2 separate regions of the Oryctolagus cuniculus genome follow, and region 1 is linked to region 2. The links are chromatin contacts, called in public Hi-C maps. All regions are on one chromosome and are shown on one strand. Each heading gives the region's core, a stretch centred on a gene start, on an enhancer-like site or on the middle of the called end of the contact. The rest is flanking DNA. Distances are from core to core; before and after follow the strand shown. Region 1 has its middle 220 kb from the start of GADD45G. Region 2 holds the start of GADD45G (growth arrest and DNA damage inducible gamma).

Region 1 (5,641 bases), core at 1,247-3,746, 220 kb before region 2:
CGTAGTTCTTACTCCACCGATTACATTTTTGATTAGGAAAGCTTGTATTTCAATTCTCCGCGAGACAGTTGAGAATGCCCAGTCATGCTTTTTAAAGGCCAATAGTGCTTGAAGTCACCCCTTTCCTTTCCACCACCTGCTATGCAGGTCCCCGCTCAGGTAAGCCTCCAGTCTTGTGTATGAAGCTGTTTGGCGTGACCCCCGTGCCCTCCGTGAACGTACTGTTTGTGGCTGCTTCTGCAGAGTCTTAGAGCTGCAAGAGAAACCCGTGGCCTGCACAGCTTAAAACACCGATGGAAAAAATGCTGCCAAAGTTTGAACTTCGCCTCCAAATGCACGCTGAAACCTAACCCCTCAGCGCAGCGATGTTGAGAGATGGGACTTCTAAGAGGTGAGGGGGGCCAGCACCACGGCTCAATAGGCTAATCCTCCACCTGTGGCGCCGGCACCCGGGGTTCTAGTCCTGGTCGGGGTGCTGGATTCTGTCCCAGTTGCCCCTCTTCCAGGCCAGCTCTCTGCTATGGCCCGGGAGTGCAGTGGAGGATGGCCCAAGTCCTTGCGCCCTGCACCCGCATGGGAGACCAGGAGAAGCACCTGGCTGTGCCCTCCCAAGTGCCCTAGGACCGTTGCTGCAGGAGTGAGCCCCGCCCCCAGCATCTCCTGCTGTCTCCTGCATGCTCCTTGCCCTTCCACTTTCTGCCTTGTTATGGTGCTAGGACGAAGGCTCTCACCAAATGTCAGTGCCACACTCTCGGGCCTCCCGGCCTCCAGAATGAACCACATGAATTCTTGTTCTTCATCAACCACCCAGTGTGTGACACCCGGTTACAGCAGCAGCAAACAGACTAGGGCGCCTGCGCTGGAAGATAGCTCCCTGCAGGCAGGGATCTGGGTCTACGCACGCCTGCAGCTCTGTGTGGCACACTTCAGAGGCGCAAGCAATCCTTGTCCAACGGATGGGTGATTGTGTGCATTGCGTCTTGGCCATAACAACGACACGCTGCAGGTCAGTGTTCCCCTACCATCCCCAGCAAGACCACCGCCATCACAAGCTGTCCTTTCTGTCCGAAAGGACCTGGTTGGATCCGTCCTCCCCCAACTTCCCCCAGTGAGCCTCGGGGCTTCTACACACTGAATCAATTGGCTGGAATTTTTTTGTTCATTACTGATAGAGGGCCTTGGGCTGCCCCAGGTCATGAGCACACCACAGTGGTCACCGGGGCGCTAACTGTTCTGATTCGCCCTAAGACACCACTTAGCACCTAAATGAAAGGGGAAGTTGGCCACACCATCAGCCAAGTTAAGTACTTGCAAGCCAGCAGCTAAGTAAGCTCCTTCCACTCTGAATCCACAGGTGGACACTGAGAAGTAAAATCCTCTGTGTTCCTCCGGAGTGATAGCATCCTTAGGACTCTCACCACTCCAGAGAAGCACAGGGCCCGCGAGACACAGCACTCCCCTCTGTCTGGTCTACACTCGCAAAGTTTGAGTGGTCCCACCTCCCGATCCCAGATGGGCTCAGCATCCCCGAGGCTGGCCCCATGGTTCCTCAGCCTCCAGGTAGCCGGGGACTCCCCTGTAGCACCAGCTAGCCTCCTCGCAGCTCGGCTCTGGGTCACGAGGCATAGACGCAAACCAATTCCCAGGAATGGCCTTGGGCATCCCACAACTCCGCAAAGTGTAATTGCAAAATATACCTTGGCTCCAGAAGCCTTTGGACATGCTCTTGAACTTGAGCAATGAGAGGAAGAAGCAAGAGGAGACGGAGGAGGCAGTTCCCTGGGGAGTGTCGACACCCAGTGCTGGGGGTGACCTGGATGAGGCCCAGGGCCCCTGCAGGGCCTCCCACTCCACTGGGCAGAGGGCCCTGAAGAGTCAGACTTGAGCTGGGAAATCGGTCCTCATTCGTCCAGGTTGTGGAGCGGGGAAGTTTCGCTCGCTGCTTTTGTACAACAGGCTGCATTCGAAGAACTCTCTGGAACTTCTGAGAGAGTCGTCAAGACAGGAATGTGAGCCCTTAGCACAGGCACTAGCACACAGAAGAGACTGCTCACTCCTGAGCATACGAAGGGACTTCCAGAAGTTTGCAGAACGTGGAATTAAGAGAGAAGACAGGGGCAGACATCTGACCTCGCGGGTAAGGATCAGTGAAGTTCCCTGTGTCCTCTATCAAGAATACTCGCACTCAAGTCCAGGCTCCACTCTGGATTCTAGCTGCCTGCTACTGTGCCTCATGGGAGACAGACAGACACGGGCTCAAGGGGTTAGGTCCCTGCCACCCACACGGCAGATCGGGATGTGGTCCCAGTTCCCAGCTTCAGCCCAGCCCAACCCTGGCTTGGCCCAGCCCCAGCCCAGCCCCTGTGGGCATCTGGGGAATGAACTAGTAGACCTGGTGGATGGAAGCCCTGTTGCCTAAGAGGCAAACCTGAGAACCGCTTTCTGTCTCGACCACTTGGGCTGCTTCCACCTTCAGAAAGAGAGCCACGCGGGAAGCTTATCTTAGCACAGGTTTTGGCCTGATGACAAAAGGGACAAATGTTTGGCTCTCCCAAGAGTATGCTGGGACCCCCAAAAGGCATTCCTCGGATGCCTTGGTCTCTGCCACGGCTCCTTTGCAGGTAAAGGAGCCCCTCCGCCAGCCAGTGGTCCAGTTTAGCTGTGTGCTGAATGCACACTGGTTCTATTATCAAGCCGACCGGAGGGAGAGACAGAAATATTTCCCCAATGACATGCAGCCGCTCCTGGCATCCGGGACTTCTTTCTCAAAATTCTTTCCAAATAGGGAAGCTCACAGCTCTCTTAAAAAGGAGCTGAGGGCATCCCAAAGAATCTGCGGATTTGAAAGCATTCGGCACATTCCTGAGATACCATTCCCCTGAGGAATTTGGAAAGAAGCCTGGACTGTGAGATAGGACAGTCTTATGACCACAAAAGAGTGCCGGCTCCGGCCAGGCACTTCCCGAAACTGCACTGGCACCTCCCTCAGTCCACCCCGGACCCTGGACTCAGCCCTCTCACACCGGAGCACTTTCGCCTTCACGTTCAGCTTGGAAACTAACAGGGGCAGGGAACCTTTGTTCCGTCCAGGGCCATTTTGATGTTTTATTTCCCATCATTGGCGGGCGGCACAAAATTATCAGCTTAAACCTTAGCCCGCTGTGGACTTGATGAATTTCAGATCCCAGCTGCGGCTGTCTTGGCAGGGCCAGACCCAGTGATTTCGTGGGCCTCATGCAATCCACGGCCGGGCACTCCCCTCCCCCTCACCCCTTCTAGTTCCCCGAGGAACACAGGATGCACAAGTATTTCTCTTCCAGGAAGACTCATTTTACAATTTTTATTATTTTTTTTGACAGGCAGAGTGGACAGTGAGAGAGAGACAGAGAGAAAGGTCTTCCTTTGCCGTTGGTTCACCCTCCAATGGCCGCTGCGGCCGGCGCACCGCGCTGATCCGAAGTCAGGAGCCAGGTACTTCTCCTGGTCTCCCATGGGGTGCAGGGCCCAAGCACTTGGGCTATCCTCCACTGCACTCCTGGGCCACAGCAGAGAGCTGGCCTGGAAGAGGGACAACCGGGACAGAATCCGGTGCCCCGTCCGGGACTAGAACCTGGTATGCCGGCACCGCAGGCGGAGGATGAGCCTAGTGAGCCACGGCACCGGCCTCATTTTACAATTTCAAAAGCAGTACATGTCCTAAAAGTTCAGAGAAATTAAAACGGTGCACTGCGTAGTATTTGCAGAGTTCCTGCTGTGTTCTGGCCCCCGGACTCGGATAGTCTAATTCTAGCTAACACACACCAGTGCCGTAGGCCCGGCACCAGTCTCAATCTGCACCCACTCCTTCCATGGCAACAAATTTTACTGTATTCCTACCCTGTGCACCAAGCACACTTCCAGCTGTTGGACATCTGGCAAAGAATCAGACTACGCCCCTCCCCCAACGGGGCTGATCATCTAAGAAGGAGCCACAGCCAAGGCTGCACAACCATAAAATCGTGCCGGGTAGTGGTGAGTGTCTCAGAGAAAACTGAAGCAGGGTTCAGGAATCCAGGTGAAGGGGACAAGGTCTGGGAGAGCAGAGGGGGGTGGGGGGACATTCAGACGTGGACGTGAGAGATGGAGGCACAACCAGTCCAGGTCGGGAAGCTTTGCCCTGCCTGTGCCTCGAGTTAGAGGGGAAAGGATTCTGGGTGGAAGGGCCAGGGCAGGGCAGGTGCACATGGAAGAAGCCTTCAGGGAAACTGTCAGGGCTTAGGGGGGACACAGGGCATCTGGGCCTCCCTTTGCAAGGGTTATAAACCCAGAGGGTACGGTGCATGTTGGTACCTTCAGTCTTGTCCTCTTTCACTTTTCTTGCAAAATGCTGACCACGTACCACGAAACCGATTTCATAATCTCTGAATGCAATGATCAACAAACAGTTTGAAAGCCACACACTGTGGTGTGTAAACCTTGCCTCTGAATTATCCTCATCAAAATGTGGAGGTTTGGGGCCAGTGCCGTGGCGTAGTAGGTTAAGCCTCCACCTGCAGTGCTGGCATCCCATATGGGCGCTGGTCCATGTCCTAGCTGCACCACTTCCGATCCAGCTCTCTGCTATGGCCTAGGAAAGCAACGGAAGATGGCCCAAGTGCTTAGGCCCCTGCACCCAAGTGGGAGACCTGGAGGAAGCTCCTGGCTCTTGGCTTCAGATCAGCGCAGCTCCAGCCATTGTGGCCACTTGGGGAGTGAACCAGCAAATGGAAGACCTCTCTCTCTCTCTCTCTCTCTCTCTCTCTCTCTCTCTCTCTGTCTCTCTTTCTCTGTAATTCCACCTTTCAAATAAATAAATAAATAAATAATCTTTTTTTTTAAATGTGGGCCTTAGGCAAGAGACCCAGCCCATTTGTTGTCTCTATACAGGCAGAAGAACAGACTACAGAGGGATCCAGGTAATGAAACCAAGTAGCAACCCAACCCTTACAGGTGTTACCTCGTAGGCTCGTTATCTTGCAGTTGGAAGGCTCAGGGCCCAGGAGGCCCATGTATGGCAACAGCAGGGCCGACCAGCCTTGCCAAGGTGCCGTGAGCTGTCAGCTAGCCCTCACCAGTCACCAGAAGGCAGCTGACTGTGAAAGCCACCACCTCCGGTTCCTGCAATGCAGGGCATGTGTTGGCACCAGCCCCAGAGACGGGACAGAGGGATTTGGATCTCCAGGCACTTTACAGGATGTCAGACTCCCGTCAGTCCTACATCTCCAGTTCCGGGTGGCTTGTGGCAGCTCTTCTTATCTCAAGTTGGCATTCCTCTCCATGCCTGCCATTCACCAAAGCCCTGGGAGATAGCAGATGGTGGGAAGTCGTGCCCTGGGCCCTGAGATGCCATGGGGATCATGCCTAAGTGCTCGCTGGAGCAGGCAGGCACAGTCTGCAGACAGGACCCCGCTGTACCTCTCCCAGGGCTGCCCGGGGTTTGGCACTGTCTCCTAGAACTCTTTCTGGAGATGGAAGCAGGTGTACCACCCCCACCACTTTCCAAAATAAATGGCCCTCATGTCTCCAATGAGTGACATGGAGTCTTTGGGTCAGGTTCAGAGGAACTGTGGACCCACCTGCTGGCTCCCATGGAGTCTACTCAGCCAGGGTCTCCCCAGAGGCA
Region 2 (6,144 bases), core at 2,937-5,436:
TTCAAGTGCAGAGAGACAGAGATCTACACACACACACACACACACACACCCATCCACTGATTCACTCCCCCCAAATGCCTGCAACAGCCAGGGCAGGGCCAGGCCCAAGCCAGGAGCCAGGAAGTCCGTCTGGGCCTCCCGCATGGGTGGCAGGGAACCAAGTTCTCGACCCACCCTCTGCTGCCTCCCTCCACGCACACTTGGAGGAAGCTGGATGGGAAGCGATGCTGGCCTGGAACCCAGGCACTGCTGTGCACTCGAACAGCACCTAACCTACTGCGCCACAACGCCAGACCCAAAACTTTTTTTAAACAAAGGCAAGCATGCTTGACTTCCATTGCTCCAAGGTGGCACAGGGTTGCCTTACACAGGTGACACTTAGAAGCCTTTATCTAGAGGGTGCCTCCTGGTAAAGAAGACGCCCCAGCAGGATCCCATCCCCTCCCCCCACACACACACACCCCTGCTGGAGCCCCTGCAGCAGCAACACACCTTGTCGTTCAAGGTCATCCAGTACACAGTGGGGAGTGGGGGTGGAATCACAGTATCGAGTTGATGAGAAGGAGCCATTCAGAGCTGAACACCTGGCAGGCAGCTCCCTAAGATGTGCCCTGCAATTATGTGTCTTCAGAGCCCAGAGAAAACCAAAGGTGAGCAGGAAATACACAACTGTGCGGGAGAGGCGCTTTCCTAGGAACCCGGGCGTTATCTTAGGAAAACAGCCTGCAAGGGCTCGGGCACCTGGAAGTTTGTGGCAGCAGGCGCATGCGTGCGTGCTGGCCCTGGAAACAGGCTGCTCCATCCCAAGCCCACTACTCCACGTGTGGTCTCAGGCGAGCGCCTTCATTAGCTTCCAAGTAGTATTAACATTCTTTCAGCTCTCACTGGAGGCTCAGCAGTCGGCGTGGGTCCCGTCAACACGCATGTAATAATCAGTGTGTACTTCTGCAGAAATGATGGCGTGGGGGGTTGGGAGCGTCAAATGGGAGAGTGCATTTTATCACCTGCCTGCTAGGTGATGGCATTAAACTTCCATTCATAAAAAAAAAAAAATTTAGCACAACTTTGGATGCTGGCACTTTGTCCAAGCACACTTTTTTTCCCCCTCCGCTGCAAATTCTCTCAGCCCCTGGGGCTCCAGCAAGTGGCCTCACAGTAAGGGCTCCTCAGAGAAAGCCAAGTGTTAACAAGACTTGCCAACCTGATGTTCTACAAGGGTCCGCTGGCCGGCAGGAGGGGGCTGCCCGCCTGCCCTGTGCGATGTGGTGCTGGGTTTACTCATTTAAGAGCACGCTTTCTAGCAATTATGCCCCCTTTGTTTCCTACAGCACGTGGGGCAAATTGTGGCTTTGCCAGAACACAGCCAGACCCACCCCCGTGGGGCTGTCACATGAAAGAGAACTTGAGATTTTTGAGTAGCCAACAGCTCTTAAAAACATTCATGCAACTTGGGCACCAACACAGCCCAATGACTCCGTCCCACTGAGGGGTAAATGTTTTTCAGAGCCGAGAAACGGGAAACAGGATATTATCATTACAGGAAAATTAAGCTCTCCCAGTGTTGTCTTGCCAAGGCTTCCACTGTTTGGACAGAATTTTCAAAGTGGCACCCCACCACCACCAGCAGCCACCTCAAGGATAGCTAAGGTGATCCCTCAGCCCCGCGGCCACCTTAGAAACAGCACGATGTTCTCAGGTCGGGCTGCCTGGCAACCTAGCTAAGACCATGCACGCCCCACGTGCACCTCTCCTGCAGAAGGCAAATTGCAGGGCACGGGGAGTACAATCAAGACGCAGCTGCTCTAATAAAAGCAGACCAACAGACTCAGAACGTTCTCTTCTAGCTACCTGCCTCCAAAACCCTCAAGGCTCATTCTATCCGCAATCCTCCCAGATCCTCCCAGCGCTGATGTGGGCTGAGAACTTTCCAAATAGCCGACAGCTGATGCAGTCGGCAGATCGGAATTGCTCACCCCTATTTATACACACACACACACACACACACACACACACACACACGCCGCCTTCCGATTTCTGCTGGGATCCTGGAAGTTCTAGCCCAGCCGTGATGGGAGACTGACTCATCCTTCAGCACTCACCAGTGTCACGGTTGATATTAATACCTTTGTAACACTGCTTTGTGTCCCAGCATTTCATAGGAGAAACATCCTGCCTGCCATCGCGCTCTGGGACCACAAAGGGCTGGGGCTGTAGCAGGCAATGCCATTGTGCACGAAGGGGCTGCCTGCCTCCTGCAAGCTGTTCAGATAAGCAGCTGTCCGGGGTGGGGGAGGGGAGGGAGGTGGAGGTCACTGTTATCCGATAGGATGGCGAGCCCTGAGCTGCTGCAGGGATGCCTGTTCTCAAGTCTGCCCCTCGCTTGCAAGTTCTATAATCTGTCCAAAAGCAGAGACCTGGGAGCCTCGCTCAGGCTGTGCCCTCACACCCAGCAGCCTCCCCTCCCCCCGCGGCCAGCACCAGGAGCCTGTCATTCTCGCCCGACAGGAAGACGGGAACAGGTGCCATCCGCGCCAAGCAGTTCCAGCTGGCCACCTCCCCGAGCAAGGGTCCCCACCCTCAGTAAAAGCACAGGAGTCTGTTTCAAGGGGTTTATTGTAAGACATCCTCCGGAAGACGAAGCATTGCCCGGATCCGTTTCTGAGAAGGCAGCGCAGTCTGCTAAGTCCCACAGGCTCCTGCAGCCCGACCAAGTCCAGGCCGTCTCGCCCGCGCTCTCCTCCTGCTGAGTCACGCTGGCCCGGCCGGTCTGTGTCCTTCCCGGCCCTGCGGCCAACGTCCCCGCCTCGGCCTTCCTGGGCGAGCAGCCGCTCCGGACACTCGCGGTGCGCAGCGTCCTCGGCTCCAGCCAGCCTGCCCCGCCGCCGCCGCCGCCACAGCCGCCGCCGGGCCCCCGCTGGGGGGGCCGCGCCTCCGCGCCCGCCAGACGCCCCGCCTGCCAGTCTCCACGCCGTGCTCTGGCACCCTCCGAGGGCCCCTCCACAGCCAGCCGCGCGCTAGGCGCCCCGGGACGTCACCACGTCGATCAGACCAAGGTCCCCGCCGGGCTGTCACTCGGGGAGGGTTATGCTGGGCACCCAGTCGTTGACGCTGCGGCTCTCCTCGCAGAACAGGCTGAGTTTCTCCAAGGCAGGGTCTTTCCACGCGTCCTCATTGGGGTTCTAAGGAGAGGGGAGAGCGCAAGCGTCAGCCAGCCTGGCCGACCGCGCCGGGGTGAGGGGAGGCGCTGGGGGAGCGGGGCGACACTCACCGAGATGAGAATGCAGTGCAGGTCGCCCGGCGCGCCCGCCTCCTCGCCGGCACCCACGATCGCGGCCAGCCGCTGCACGTCGCCCACGCGCACGATATCGATGGCGTTCTCGCAGCAGAACGCCTGGATCAGCGTGAAGTGGATCTGCAGCGCGATGTCGCCCTCGTCCTCCTCGTCGGCGGCCAGCACGCAGAAGGTCACATTGTCGGGGTCCCTGCGCAGGAGGAGTTCCCGAGGTCAGAGCCCCGCGGGCCGGTGGCTCCCCGCCGCCGCCGCCGCCTCCGCCGCCGCCGCCGGTCGCCCCCGCCCGGGCCGCGTCTATACTCACACGTTCAGGACTTTGGCGGACTCGTAGACGCCGGCGGTGAGACAGCCCTGGCGCTGCGCCGACAGCAGCAGCTCGTGCAGCGCTTTCCCGGCGCCCTGCATCCTGCGGACGAGCCAGCACCGTCAGTGGAGCCAGCCGAGGCGCCGCAATCCGTACCCCGTCTCCTCCCCGGTCCCGAGTGTGCACCCCCGGCTCCCCAGCCTGAACCAAGGCGCCCACACCCCAAGGCCCCTGCTCCGGCAAGCTTCCTGCACCCCAGCTTCCCGATCCTCCTGAAGCTCTCCAATCCGGAGCCTACATCCCCCGGAGGCTCGCCACCCGGCAAGGCGCCTGCCACCCACCCCTGCGCCCCGGGCCCATCGGCACCGACGGTGCTCGGCTCCCAGCCCAGCAGACAAGTCGCGCACGGGGAGACCCACCTGGCTGTGCTTTCCGGAACCGTGTCCTGGCCGCGGACTTCTTCCAGAGTCATGGTGCGGTGGCCGAGCAGCAAGTTATCCAAGAGCCGTACGCGCGTAGGACTGGCAGCTGAGCCGCGCACCCGCTCCCGCCCGCCCGGCGCGCCCACAGCCAGCGACTGCGCCCGGGCGGCGCGGCGAGCCCTTATATAGGCCGGCGGGCGCGGCGCCGCCAGCTGGCGCGAAGCTGCGTGCCCATTGGCCGGCTCCCGCTTTCTGATGCAAATGAGCGGCGGGCCGGCGGCTCGTGCCAGAAGGCCACGTGGGGAGGGGTGCGGGGGATGACAATGCCTCAAATCTGCCGCTTTTGTCGGAGTGTTACCAGGCAGACTGGAGCCTGCAGATTTCATCTCGCCTCCTTTTTTTTTTAAGTCCTTAAAAGGAAAAAGTTAAAAAAAAAAAAAGTGCTAACGCGAATACGATGCTGCAATTTGTGAAATGCACCTTTGAAGATTCTAAAAGAATTTTCTTTGCATTTATTCTTATTGCTACCTATTTTTTTCTTTTATTTTGAAGTTTGTGAGGCTGTTGTATTGACCCTGGAAATTAAAGCAAAAACACGCAGCGCCACTTTTGGGGGGGAGGGGGGTTGCAAAAGGCACAGGCTCCCGCCGCTGACTCTGCAGCCCGCAGCGCGGCCGGCCACGCCGGCCAAGCCTGCTCCAGGACCTTCGGGGTCGCACCCGCAGGCCGCCTCCCCGCCCGTGGCCCTGCGCGGCGGGGCGCCGGCGGGGGCGCGAGCAGCTTGCGGCCGGCGCACGCGGCTCCTTTGCATTTCTATGGAAGGCGCACAATAGCAGGGGTCTGGCGTGTGGCGGTTTGTAGAGGGGACAATCGGGGCTTTCTCTTCATAGCAGCACTGTCCACCTGCCGCAGCCCGTGGCGCGCCCCCTGCGCCGGCCCCTGGGCGTAATCCCACCCCGCCGGCGCCTGGGCCGCGTGCCGAGCCCCTCGCGCGAGCTGGAAAGGCCGCGGGGCTGCTGCACGCAGACCTCGCGGCTCTGGCTCGGGTTTGGGGAGCGCGGCTTGGGAATTCCCCCTCCCGGGGCGCCACCTACAGGACACACAGAACCGCGGGCCACACACGCACCCGCCCCTGACCGCGGCCAAGCTGCGCCGCAGTGGAGACAGAACAAAGCGTGCCGCACGCACCCGGGTGGGGCTTGGAGACTGGGGGCGAAGGGGGCCTCCTGGGGAGAACTGACTGAGTTCAGAGCCCGTGTGGCTCTGGCTGGGTTGAAACAGCCGGGAGGACTTGACCGTGCGTCTGTAACAAGCCTGGGTTCCAACGAGGGGATAGGGAGACCGGAAGTGCTCTTGGGAGAGCGTTGCAGGCTGCAGCTTGCAGCTATGGGCCCTATGGGACTCGCAGGTCTGCGGCTGGCGGTGCTGCGCGCCCCGGGACGCACACCCGGGCTCCTCCTTTCCGGCCGGGGCGCTGGGCGGGGTCCCTGGGGAAAACAGCCTGGTGGCTCCGTGCTTTGCCTTCGGGCTCTTTTTCAGGCCGGCGGTACTGCGGGCTCCCGGACTTAGGAACGCCGAGCCTTGCTGCCGGCGCCCTGGAGCCGGGCACGCTTGGCAGCCTAGGGCCGGGCGAGGCGCTGGCGTTCCCCGGCGGAGGCGCGCTGCAGCCGCCGGCTCCCTGGGTTCCAGGGCGTGTGCGTTCGCCCTGGAACGTCTCTGAAACCCGGAGGGCTGCCTCACCCCGACTGCGAAGGGGGTGGGGGAGGCGGGGGGGGGGCAGCTTGGACTCGCTCCTTTTGCTGCCATTTCCTTTCCTTCCTCCTTGGTGGTCTCCACAATGACTGAATGCCTGGGTTGGATGAGATGTGTCCATTTTTAAGTGATTGAGACTTTAAGTGTTGCCCTTTTGAAAGCCATGAGCATTTCTTAAAATGCATGCGTTGTGGGGGGGTGGCCCAGGTGATGCTGGGAAGAATGACTTATTTGACATTTGAGGACCGCCTCCAATTTCTGACACCAAGAAATCGGCCCACACACCAGGCCTGAAGCCTCAGCCCCGCCCCCCCCCCAAGGCCTTTGCTGCATGGCCCCTGCTGGGGGCGAGCAAGCCCACTTCCCCGCCCCCC

The links. A called contact is a pair of places that touch in the nucleus more often than the background predicts.
Region 1: a Hi-C map of skin fibroblasts shows a contact between it and region 2, with 2.5 times the contacts expected there. The contact joins the enhancer-like site here to the promoter of GADD45G in region 2. A contact is called at or near these places in 2 of 6 Hi-C or Micro-C datasets (embryonic fibroblasts and skin fibroblasts).

Annotation. Positions count from the first base shown.
Region 1 is chr1:138,544,371-138,550,011 of mOryCun1.1, reverse strand. No RefSeq gene overlaps it. Among named protein-coding and RNA genes, the nearest start is that of GADD45G, 220 kb to the right of the region's middle. Within about 2 kb of position 2,496, at least 4 of the 8 cell types and tissues checked have an H3K27ac peak or open chromatin away from gene starts, as enhancers often do.
Region 2 is chr1:138,326,079-138,332,222 of mOryCun1.1, reverse strand. GADD45G (growth arrest and DNA damage inducible gamma) reads right to left here and starts at 4,186. Exons shown (of 4, transcript XM_051847388.2): 1 at 4,016-4,186; 2 at 3,597-3,698; 3 at 3,269-3,482; 4 at 2,596-3,179. The coding sequence starts at 4,068. The coding sequence ends at 3,069.